Regions from separate parts of the Mus musculus genome. Here regions 1, 2 and 4 are each linked to region 3. Evidence: chromatin contacts called from public promoter capture Hi-C data. All regions are on one chromosome and are shown on one strand. Each heading gives the region's core, a stretch centred on a gene start, on an enhancer-like site or on the middle of the called end of the contact. The rest is flanking DNA. Distances are from core to core; before and after follow the strand shown.

The links. Promoter capture Hi-C pulls out the DNA fragments that hold promoters and counts their contacts. Capture Hi-C pulls out chosen DNA fragments and counts their contacts.
Region 1: a contact with region 3 is called in a promoter capture Hi-C map of adipose tissue, with 3 times the contacts expected there. The contact joins the promoter of 0610038B21Rik here to the promoter of Smad1 in region 3. A contact is called at or near these places in 3 of 39 promoter capture datasets (the 3T3-L1 cell line, liver and pre-B cells) and 1 of 9 other capture datasets (adipose tissue).
Region 2: a contact with region 3 is called in a promoter capture Hi-C map of embryonic stem cells, with 2.1 times the contacts expected there. The contact joins the promoter of Gypa here to the promoter of Smad1 in region 3. A contact is called at or near these places in 2 of 39 promoter capture datasets (embryonic stem cells and hippocampal neurons).
Region 4: a contact with region 3 is called in a promoter capture Hi-C map of hippocampal neurons, with 4 times the contacts expected there. The contact joins the enhancer-like site here to the promoter of Smad1 in region 3. A contact is called at or near these places in 2 of 39 promoter capture datasets (frontonasal cranial neural crest and hippocampal neurons) and 4 of 115 datasets of contacts at active chromatin or transcription factors (astrocytes, embryonic stem cells and neural tube).

Annotation. Positions count from the first base shown.
Region 1 is chr8:77,515,491-77,518,345 of GRCm38.p6, forward strand. It overlaps 0610038B21Rik (RIKEN cDNA 0610038B21 gene), which reads left to right and starts at 1,566. Exons shown (of 1, transcript NR_028125.1): 1 at 1,566-2,855. It overlaps Arhgap10 (Rho GTPase activating protein 10), which reads right to left and starts at 2,417. Exons shown (of 23, transcript NM_030113.2): 1 at 2,140-2,417. The coding sequence starts at 2,293.
Region 2 is chr8:80,492,471-80,495,374 of GRCm38.p6, forward strand. Gypa (glycophorin A) reads left to right here and starts at 1,575. Exons shown (of 8, transcript NM_010369.3): 1 at 1,575-1,617. The coding sequence starts at 1,584. RefSeq lists a cis regulatory region at 1,297-1,479.
Region 3 is chr8:79,397,852-79,400,873 of GRCm38.p6, forward strand. Smad1 (SMAD family member 1) reads right to left here and starts at 1,577. Exons shown (of 7, transcript NM_008539.4): 1 at 1,402-1,577. It overlaps Gm51578 (a long non-coding RNA gene), which reads right to left. Exons shown (of 3, transcript XR_003947567.1): 3 at 2,859-3,022.
Region 4 is chr8:78,232,224-78,235,193 of GRCm38.p6, forward strand. The region is part of intron 5 of Ttc29 (tetratricopeptide repeat domain 29); the gene reads left to right. Among named protein-coding and RNA genes, the nearest start is that of Ttc29, 20 kb to the left of the region's middle. Within about 2 kb of position 1,503, at least 7 of the 459 cell types and tissues checked have an H3K27ac peak or open chromatin away from gene starts, as enhancers often do. A contact at or near this core is called in hippocampal neurons, where this site is marked.

The DNA.
Region 1 (2,855 bases), core at 316-2,815, 1.9 Mb before region 3:
TAAGAACTAGGAGACAACTTTAATGTGCCAAGTGGGAAAAGGCCAGGGTCTTTCCAACTTGCCAAAATGGTGTACACCAACCCTTTTATTCTTGAGGGGAAGAGTGTAAAGTTAAGGATAAGGATAGAAAAGATAGCGCTGTCTGGCTGCTCCCTTAAATGAGATCATCCATTTTGTGTCTCATCTTTAATCATACGCACAAGGATTAAAACACAAGTCACAAATTCCAGAAGGTCTACCTTCTGAGGAGGAGGAAAACTAGCCCCCCCCCCCCCCCCCACACACACACACACACACACTGGCTGCCTCAGGGACGTGAGGCATGCTTCCTGCCAGTGGAGCAGCTAACATGCAGTCACAGAAATAGCTTTCTACCTATGGCCAAACTGACTGCCATCTGCCCCTCTCCTAATCTCCCTAGCTTCAAAGGAAGCTACTAGCCAACAGACCAGACTGGGAGATGCCTGACACCCGAACCCCAGAGCCCACATAGACACGGAAAGGAAGGTCCAGCTCCGAAGCTGTCCTCTGACCTCCCACGCGTACAATGGCTCAAAAGCACACACACAGTTTTTAAAGAATAGGTACACGTATGTCCTCATCTACTGATGCTGAACACTGGCCATGGAATCCTACACATCCACTTCCCAGTCCATGGATGTCCGCACACCTCCCTGCCTCTGGTCATTTCTCCACATTTACTGACTCTCCCTCTGTTTCCCACCTAGAACAGAAAACCTCAAAGCCAAAGGCCTGCACAGCCACCAAGCAAATAACCCACTCATCAAAAAAGTGATTTCCAGTCCCAACTTTGAAATACGGAAGAGGTCACAGAACCAAAGGAACCTTGGAGATGGTCCAGAGAAGTTGAGCGACTTGCTTCCCAAATTACAGGGATGGCTCCACTAAATTCTTCCCATTAAAAAAAATATTTCAACTCATTCATTAAGTGAATATTAACTAGGCCAGGCACTTGATTGGGTGGATGAGAATGTACACTCAGTACGTTTTAATCTTCCTGGACACAAAACGGTGGGGTGAAAATGTACCTGGGGTGTTTTTTCCAGGGGTGCTGTCTACAAACAAATGGAATAAACGCCCAGAGATGGAGAGTATTGAGCCAGGGAACCTAACCAACCCAAGAGGATAGGTAGAGCACCTATGCTTGGCTCCTGCACTATCAGGCCTTTTAAGGAGGGAAAGGGGTGTTCGCAATAACTCAAGGAATGAATTCAGGGTTCCAGGGTGGCCTGGATGCCAGCACCTGGTCCTGGAGAACGCCCATTTATAGAACATTACAACCGTTTCTGCACAAATTTCAACCAGCCTCTACTCCTAAGACTCACTACAGCTTCGATACACCTCTCTTTCTGTTGTCTTCAGAGGTGGCTTGAGGGTGTGTTAGCTTGCTTGTTTGAATACAGATGGAACTGAGGTGGCCAGCTTCGAGCATGAAGAGTAGAATTTCCTACTCACAGGCACTTCTCGCAGGCCAGAACCTGGAGCAGTCTGCCCACTGACCCTTTCAACCCCTAATCTTTGAACCCGCCTCAGCACAAGACAGAGGAATGTGCAGAAGGCAGCACAAAGCCAGGTAGACTTTCTGGTTTAGCTCACGAGGGACGTAGGTCGGTGCTGTCGCGCAAGGCAGAAAGGGGATACATAAGAGGTGTAACTTAAAGGACTTTTGACGATATCAACTACAGGCAGAGTCCCAAAGCATTTCCAAAAAAAATTACTTGGAAATGTTAGGAGACAAAACTATCAAACTGATTGATGTCTCTATTTTGCGGGAGACTGGAAGCAGCGTTAGGGCGCAGTAAAACCTGACTCCGGAGCAGAGCCTCCATTCGCTCCGGCCGGCGCCAAAGCGTGCTCAGCTGGGCCAGGCGGGAGCCCCGGGGCAGCTCCCACGCACAGCTCCTCGCTCCCGCGCCACCGAGGGCCAGGATCGGGGAAAGGAACGCGCCCGAACCTCCTGGGAGAGGAATGCCCTGGAGCTTATCTTATCCCCTAAGGAATCGCCTATTCCTCCAGCCCGGTCTTAGGAGCACTGAGCCATCCCACTTGGCCGGGGAAGACGATCCTCCCGCCTTCCTCGCCACGCCGCAGCCCGAACGCGAACAGGACCCCGCTTACTTTTGGTGGCAGAGATGAGGTTCTTGCCGTCTTTGATGAGCTCTTTGATGAACTTGTTGGTCCTCTCGAGCTCCGCTTCGTGCGCGCGGATCCTCTCCCGGAACCACGGGCTGTCGAGGTAGCAGTCGCTAAACTCCAGGGGCTGCAGCCCCATGACTGCGGCGGTGCGCGCGGGCGCAGGCCGAGCTGGGCTCCCAGGCGGCGGCAGCGAGCGGCTAGCAGGGCTGAGCGCGCGGCGAGCGCAGCACGGTCATGTCCAGCCCAGCCCAGCGACCCTGGAGAGTACGCGGCGCAGCTCCCCAATCCCGGCAGCCCCCGGCAGCAGCAGAGGCCGCCGCCCGGCCCCGCCCCGCCTCGGGCGCGCCCGCCCCGCCCCGCCCCCGCCCGCACGCCCCTGCTCTCCCGCCCGGGCGCCTTCGGCTCTCCTCCTCCCTGCCCTTCCCCGAACGCCTCTTCCTTCTCTTCCCCACGCGCAGTCGCCCCTCCTCTTCCTTCCGAGGCAGCGGCGATGGAGAACGTAGTCTGTGCCCTCCACCCCCGGACGCCTGCACCTCCCCGATCTCGGCTCACAAGGTCCAGGTGACTCAGGCTGGTCCCCGAAGTGGACGCCTGACCGAACGGGATGGTGGGTTTGTAATAGCAGGCCTCGGTCCCCGAGATCAGACGACTTAAAAGTCGGGGCGGGTGGAAATGATTGACTCATTTTATCTGTGTAC
Region 2 (2,904 bases), core at 325-2,824, 1.1 Mb after region 3:
CTTAAGTTTAAAAAAGCATTTGGATGAAGAAAATAAAACAGGAAGTAGTTTGAACATTCTATAGGAACACAGAGACAAGGTGCGAACTCCCGTGGGAAAAAAAAAACCATAAAAGTCTCGCCCTCCTGTTGAGATCGGCAGGAATCACCTGTAGCAATCATCTGAAGCAGAGGTAGCTGGCAGATACTCGTAGGCAGAAATGAACGGCTAAAACAAGGACGATAGACGTCGGACAGAGCTCAAGGATCCAAACTATTTTCCTCCTCTCCAACATCGTAGCTTGTGTTTCTGCATGGCGCTGCAGTGACTGGCCCAATACTACTTAGAGAAAAGTAGCCAAGCACATACAGAACCAACCTGATGAGATCTCTGTCAGATTGCATGTCTCAAACACAATTGTTTAATCTTCAGACGCTGGCTCAAAATTCTCAAAACACAGTTGTGCTTGCCTGACACATTTGTGGGATGTAAGTCATAGATACGACCTGATGATACTCCTGGACAACGAAGAGGAAGGGAAAGACTTGATGTTTTCTCCAGTTGTGTTTTCTTGTTTTGTTTTGTTTCCACATTTCGTTTCTATTATGCAGAACAGCCACTAGAGGTCGCCACGTGTCTCCATTTCCACACACTCGAATTTTCAACCTGAGAAGCCACCAGCTTTTGCATTTCTTTAAATTCGGGGGCGGGGGGGGAGGGGAGGACGCATCAAGGACACCAGAAAGAACCGCAATTCTCTATTAGCTGGTGGTCAGCTCCCGCTCCGCAGCTTAATAAGGGCTGATTTCCAAAGACTTTCGAATCAAAGCTACTCTTCTCCTATGTCCTGAGCCCAAGCCGGTATCTGCCTGGAGTTTGTCTCCGCTGTGGTCGGGCTTCCTGCTTCTGCTCAGCGCTACACACACTCCCTTTATGCTTTCAGGGTGACTGGGGTTTGCCTGGTCTTGTTTTCTAGCGTTTACTTTTGTTATTTGGGGATTGCCTCACGGTCACTGAGCAACAGAGCATTTTAAAGCATTGTAAAGCACGTAACTGCTTTTATAGCCACACGGACACTGCAGTTCAGTTCGAATTCCACTTTCCTGGAAGATTTCTCCCGACTCACGTTTCTTTCATTACTCTTTGAGCTGTCACGAGCTTGACAGCCTTTCAAACCTCAGAGTTCGCAAACATTGTGTAAAGTTTTCAATGCATGCAGTTCGTACACAAGAAGCCACTTTCTTAAGGGATCATAGGGACCCCCGCATTAGAAACACTCCTACTCTCCAAGTCCAGCGCCTGCCCTGACCTCTGCAGTCTCTATGTCCAGTTGAGTGGTCCTTGGTGCTGCCTTGTGGTGCTCACTTCGTTTACATGAAGTAAATTTAACACAGCAGGCAATTCTTTGGAACAAAGATTTTAATTCCACTCTGGTCCTCGCAGTTATGCAGACCTCTAGTTATCTTTATTAACAGACACTAAATAATGTTGCATCATTTAAATGCTAGCCAATGTGTGTCAACGGATAGAGGCCCCGGGAAGGTGGGCCTGAGAGATACCAGGAGGTAGGCAAGGCCTTCCTAAGGCTGACAGACACTCCCAGTATGACCGAGAGCACAGCTGCTGTGACAACATCAGGTGAGTGAATATTTTCAGCTTGATGATATTTTATTCTCGATGACTTATTTAAACTATGAATTGCCCCAATGCTGGTTTTCTTACTTAACTGAACCAATGACTGAGTAGTACATTCAGTTTCAGTCTGGAGGGTGTGTTTAAATAGGATTCAGCTAGGGACAGGAGTGGCACACTGCAGCCCACAACCATTTGTGCCTGAATAGCAGTTCCCCAGTCTAAGAAATGCCTTTGATTCTAACCCTAGATAGCAGTAAACTTGTATCAAGTGTAAGTAATATCGTTACATAAATAACCATGTTACTTCGCTTGGGGCTATGAAGAGACTTATTTCTAAGCTAAGGTTAACTGGTGAAGGTTAGGGTAGACTTATGCCCTTTCTTTTTCAAAACTAGTATAACCAGTTTCTCCTGCTGAGAGGAGACAAGCTGTCAGCATGAAACTGAGGGGTTTCTCTTTGTGGAACTGTTACTACTGTTACTAAGAAAACAACAACAAAAACAACAATAACCACAAAAACCTTTCTAATTGCTCTATGGCTGGGCTGAATCCAAAGTAATATGTTTTTAAAATAAATTAATATAATTTAATTTAATTTATTAAAATAATTTAATTTATTAAAATAATTAAAATTTTAATTTAATATTTTTAAAATTTTAATCGAAATTTAAATTTTAAAAATTATTAAGATAAATTGATATAATAAAATAAATATAATATAAAATAAAATAAATATAATATAATATAAAATAAAATATTTTAAAGTAGCCTTACTTTTGGCCTCCTGAGGATATTTTAAGCCATGTTCTCTCAAACACAGTGAGTGACTCTGTGTTAGAAACACATAGCCCAGGCGAGGGGGGGGGGAGCATATTTCATCCATGGCACAGCTACGGCCTGAGTCAGGGTGGACAGCAGAGAAGTGCTGAGCTCTCTGTAGGACACTGGGTGAGATTCAGTCTCCCTGGCAGAGGGTATGAGGCAAGCGTTAGGAACACGGGCACAATGTGGGGCCTAGTAAACACAGAAGTGGATGATCACAGTCAGCTATTGGATGGGTCACACGGCCCCCAGTGGAGGAGCTAGAGAAATTACCCAAGGAGCTAAAGGGAACTGCAACCCTATAGGTGGAACAACAATATGAACTAACCAGTACCCGGGAGCTCTTGTCTTTAGCTGCATATGTATCAAAAGATGGCCTAGTCGGCCATCACTGCAAAGAGAGGCCCATTGGACTTGCAAACTTTATATGCCCCAGTACAGGGGAACGCCAGGGCCAAAAAGGGGGAG
Region 3 (3,022 bases), core at 327-2,826:
CTGGCACCTACATCACAGTAACGCTGGTGCAAAACATAGGCGCACCAATTGAAAACACCCAGGCAGTGGACACTGCCTCTGCCTTGACTCTTTGTGAATTGTTCCAGCACAGCTCATCAGCTTCCGGTACAACTTACAGTGGTAATTATAAACACGATGAAAAATGAACCTGGCCAGGGAACAGTTTTCTCATTGTGCTGAGGTGTGGGCACATTATCCACCACAGGCCCTTAGAGAGAGATTGATGCTGTGAAGGGCATGCTGTGAATCTGCTCCAAAAACAGGAAGGCATTACATAAACCAAGCAACTCCTTTCAGTCCGTGCTTTGAAAACTTCAGATGTCACCCAGGAACCCAAGAGAGGGGGAAGAGGCCAGGGGTTGACAACAAGCATTCTACAACGATGCTCTCTTAGATGGCTGTGGCATAGGCGGCGATTTTCAGATGGAAAGCTCTTGGCTGGATTACTTTGTACCGTGCATTTAGAAAAACTACATGTGCCTCCGAATAAACAAAAGCCGCGACTACCATACTGTCTGGATGTAGCCGGTGATGGTCCCTCCTGGCTCCTCCGAGCACCTCGGGGAGACGCTGGCCCCGCAGCCTTCGCACGCAGTCCGCAAAGCGGCTGCACAGGCCCGCGCTCTCACGCCCACCGCCCCCACCCCGCGACAGAAACACTAACAAAGACGGTCTGGACGAGAACAGTTGTTCTCGGCGCTCGGAACGCGCAGTGAGGCAATCGAATCCGGTAAAGGGAAAGGAATGAGGCGACACTGGGCGACGCAGGGGGTGTAGGCGGAAGGGGGCGGGGGGGGGGGGGGGGAGACGCGAGGCCGCCAGACCTTTGAATAAATCAGAGGGAACTACGCTACGAACTTTCCTTAACCCCGATCCCCAAATCAGGCTGTGTGGGGACCCACAGGGGTGCGCGCGTCCATCCAGGGAGACCCGAGCTGAGCGCAGCGCTGTCCCCGCGAGGGTCCGCAGGCCGGGGCGGGGACACAATGGGGCTGCGGCCCGATGCGGAACGGGGGTCCCCGGAGAACTGGACACGCCCGACAAAGACGCGGGGAGGCAGGGAGGTCTGGCGGCAGGTTCGCGGCCGCGAGGCGCCATCATGGGGGGGGGGGGGGACTGCGTCCCGGAGCTCGTCCCAGATTTCCTTCAGCGCGGGTCCCCCGAGTCCTCCCGGATCCTCCCCGGAGCCCGTCCCAGATCGACCCCAGAGCCCGCCCAGAATCCCCTCGGAGCCTGTCCCCGATCCTCCCCCGGAGCCCGCCCGGGATGCCCCCCGGAGCCCGCCCAGGATCCCCCCCTGGAGCTGGTCCCTGTCCCGGTGCGCCCCGCGCGGCACAGGACAAGTCTGTCTCGAGTCGGCTCGGGTACGCTCGGCTTTACCGGCTCGGCGGCGCGCCCATCCGCAGGGACGCACGAGACCCGGCGCCGGGTCCCGTGCTCCGATCCGCTCCCGGCCGCCGTCCCCGCGCTCTGCTTAGCTCCGGGCCGCCGTCCCCGCGCCTCGGCCCCGGCCTCGCCTTGGTGCGCCCGCTCGCTCCCCGAGCCTGGATTGATCTGGTCGCGCTGGCGTCAGGCAGTCGGAACCGCCCAGCCTCCACAGCCCGCCTGCCAATACCCGGCGCACAACCCGCCTGCCGCTTGCCCTCGCTCACACGCGCACCGCGCGCGCCCGCTGCCGCTTAGGGATCCTCTCCAAATTACCGGCCCGCGCCTTCCTCTGACTCTAGTCCCTGCCTAGCTGCCAGTCAAATTCCAAAGCCTGTGTTATTTTCTGAAAAGTTCTCGAACACGACCATCGAGCCCACTCAGTCGTCCTAAAAACGCATTTTTAAAGGCCCTGCAATCACTGACTCAGTGATTTACCGGCCCTTCATGTAGCATGAGCCTCAAATTGGCTGACCTGTTAACTACTAGGTAGATACATTTATTTCCAGTATGTACCCTTCCTGCGGCAAATGACAGAAACCATTTGTATGTTTGTTAAAAGGTCTCGTAGCCCAGGATGACCTCGAACACGCTTTGAAGGGGAAAAGGCCTTGAACTTCTCTTCCTCCAGCCTCCACATCCTCAGTGCTGGGATTACAGGGCTGCACATATTTTTATTTATAAGGTTCTGGGAATCATCGAACCCATGGCCTTATGCATGCTGGACAAGAACTTTACAACTGAACTTCCTTGCTTTCTTGTTTGCCTGGAAATGAGATCTCTCTCTACAGACCAGACTGGCTTTGGACTGGGAAATACCCTTTTAGTACTGTAAATTTGGGTGCAATCTTTTAGATAACAGTTTTGCCCCTATTCCCACCCACCCCCCCAAAAAAACCCACAAAACAAAAATACACACACACACACAAAGGAACTCACATCTTACTGATCTGTTCAGACACCAAAAACACCTTCTTGAAACAATCAACTTTTTTTCTTGGTCAGTTTCTGGAAGTTGGCATGGAATCTTGAACACTTATCATAATGTTGAGTTATGTTTAGAGAAGAACTATTCTAGGAGTAAATGCCCCACAAACCAAAAAAAGAAAAAAATCATTGCCCGCAATATAAAGAAATACCAAAGGCCACTACAAATTAATGACACTCTCCAATTATTCCTGTACCTTTACATGCTTAGCACTCCACTTAAAATTCTTATTAATTATTTAAGTATTATATCTGCATTACATATTTAATTATTCAAAGGAAATGCAACAAATCCCATAAACCCATAAAATGCCATTTATAAATTATACATAAGAATATTCCTGCTAATTAAATTTCTTTCTTCATTAAACTATTTGAGCACTTACTGGTCAATTCTTGGATCTCATCTTATTTTCCTTAAAAGCAGCATTTGACATAGTTGGTTGCTCTCTGGTCCCTTGGGCAACAGTTGGAGTGAGCCTGGCTTAAAGCCACTCAGGGCCATTTCCCTCCCCTGTACAGACCCTCTGTAGATGAAAAGAGTGAGGTATATCCATACATGGGAACATTACTCAGCCATAGAAAAGGA
Region 4 (2,970 bases), core at 253-2,752, 1.2 Mb before region 3:
AGTGTATGCAATGTATCTTACATGTGTGTGCAAGACACCAATGTTAAGAAATAATCTTTAAAATCTGTGATTAAATCCACTGTTCCCAAGTCTTTCCCCAAACTGCGGTACCTCTTATTCTCGGGTGTGCTTTCTGGTGCTCCCCCCGCCCACACACACACAAGCATGGTGTTCTGGGTGACTGACTTTTTTGCCTGTCCTGGAGTTGGTGCCACAGCCCTCTTCATGGATTCAGTTGTATGTGGTGCCCCTCTTTGTTCCAAATGCTTTTCTTGCATATTGCTGTTTAGTAGGGATTTTAAAATTGTCACTGGGTCTTCAGTGAGGATTGCACCAAATTCCAATGTTATTCTCCAGTGTACTGCAAAACGTGAAGGGGGTTTTCCCATGTGTTTTTAATAGGTACATATTGCCAACAAAAAGTTTCCTCAGTTTCTACGTTTCTTAGACATTATGGGCTTTTAACATTTTAAAATAATTTTCTAATTTTTTCTGAGGTGATCATAAAGTTTGCTAAGATGATAATAAAATTACTAAATTTTCTAAAATTGGACTATATCCCTCAATTCTGGGGTAAAACCTACTTACATGGTGTAGCTTTGATTTGTTCTCTCTCTCTCTCTCTCTCTCTCTCTCTCTCTCTCTGTGTGTGTGTGTGTGTGTGTGTGTGTGTGTGTTTGTATGTATGTGTACATTTTCATCTAAATCATAGGGTTAACCTGTAATCTTTCTTTTCCTGCCCTACAATTTTATAGAAAACATTGGGAGGTTTAAATCAGATAATTATATGCCAAGCGTTGCGATCAGCATCTGTACATGAAAGACTATGGCTGTTGCTGTAATTAGGGCTGTGCGGCTGCTGTGCACAGCTGCATCTGCTTTTGTGCTCCTGCCTCATTCTTGATAAGGTTCGAAGCGACTTCTCTGTCTTTTATATAAGTAGCTGTTTGTTTTGTGAGATGCCCCCCACCTCCTTCTATTTTATTATCTTTCAGTTTACCCTTGATGTGTTCTCTTCTGCTCTGTCTTTGGTCTAATTTCATTGTGTCTGTTTCGTTATTTCTTTCTGTCACCCTGAGTTGGAAGTGCCTTCCTCGCTCGCTCGGAACGGCTGCTCCCTGTTTTCACAACACTCCTGTGGGAAGCTTCCTTCTGACCTGAGGACGCTTGCTTCTCAGGGATGTGATGTTTGGGCATCTTTAAAACCCCAAATATGTCAAGAGTCCATAAAAGGCTTCACTTTGAAGCAATGAATAAATTAGAGATTTGTTTATGCATTTGCAGACGAATGGTTTTTGTGTGTGCTTGCTCTCTGCTGCTTTCATTCAGTGGAAATGAGGGTTTGAGGAGGGAACCTTGGCTCAGATGATACACCGTGCATGATATAAGCTCATGAAATTTCCAGTGTAGCTAGTACAGCCAACTTTTATAAAAACAGTCTTGTACGTTTTAGAAATTAATCCATGTTGTACATTAATTTGCTGAACAGTTGGCAGACATAGCTTTTGGGATCCAGTCACCAGCTTGCTTGAGTCTGTTATTCCCTTCAGCCGGGTATGTGTTAGCCATGTAATTTTTCTTTTACTGTATCTGTAAGTTTCTGAGAGAAAATTCATTTCAATCACTTTGTCTTCATTGTCCTGTTGATTCTCTACATGTTGAAGCCGTTGCATCTGGTGCATTTTTTTCTGCCTGCCGTATTTCTCAGTGATCCATCCATTTATAGACCTCTGAGCCTTCTGCTCTTCTGATTGTTTTTCTGCTTGAATTCTGTTCTGTGTGCTGTTGATCGTGCTGCGAAGGCTGCCTGCTCGCCTCCTGTTAGCATTTTCAGTGTTGTTCAGGAACTAGAAAGAGACAACGCACTCCCTGCCTGCTCTCTATTTTATGTACAATTTTTTTTAAGTTTGAATTCAACATTGTTTTGTATTCTCAAAAATACCTTCTCCTTGTTTTACAACACTCTTGCTAATTACAAAACTTGATTTTAAATATTGTTAGTCCTGACTAGTAATTTTCTAGATATTCATGATAGCTGCCATAAGGTCAACATGCTATTTATGGCAAGTTATCTCTCCCAGACTCTGTCTTGGCAGAGGGTCAGAATGATCAGTGTCTGTGCTTTTCATTATTGCGCTTCTCACCGCTTTCTGGAAGTTTGATCCCTCATGCACGGGGCCTGCGAGGAGCATTCATCTATCTCTCTCTCTCTCTCTCTCTCTCTCTTTCTCTCTCTCCCTCTCTCTCTCTCTCTCTCTCTCTCTCTCTCTCTCTGTGTGTGTGTGTGTGTGTGTGTGTGTGTGATACTCATCTCTTTATAATGATAATCAAAGAAGGTTTACTCCAAATGCCTTATAACTCTGTCCTTAAGTCTGACAAGGGAAAGCACACCCTGAACTTACCTTTCATGTGGAAGAAAGTTAAAGGATGCTAATGAAAACTGTGTCATTGGTGAGGCAGTCACCTTAGAACCACAAAAATCAGTTCTGGAGTTGCCCTTGAGCATTGAGATGTAACCTGTCTTTTTACTCAATTTACCATAGGTTTGGTTTTTTTTTTTTCCATCTAAAAAATACAAAATGACAGTGGTAAAATGAGCCTACGCTCGTAATGAACTTAATTTTTCAAAAGGAAAAGGAAGAAGTAGGTTTAGCAGAGCCCCTGGGAAAGGGGACAGAGAGGCGGCTGAGGGAGCGAGGAGGTTCTGAAGAGGTGAGGTCTTGTTCAGTTTTCACAGCAAATGTCATCACCTCACTGAAGAAATGTCACACTATAAAAAAAATCAAAATGCAAGTTTTTCTATTTATTTTCATACTAAAGAGCATGAATAATGTTTGGCTGTCATTTTTTAAATTATGTACTTTTTCCTTTTGTGTTTTAAGGGTGTCACATTTCTCCTAAGTACTTGTCAACCGAAGAGCCTCATGTACATGTTTCCTGTCATCATTTTAATGCTTTTAAGTAATCCTA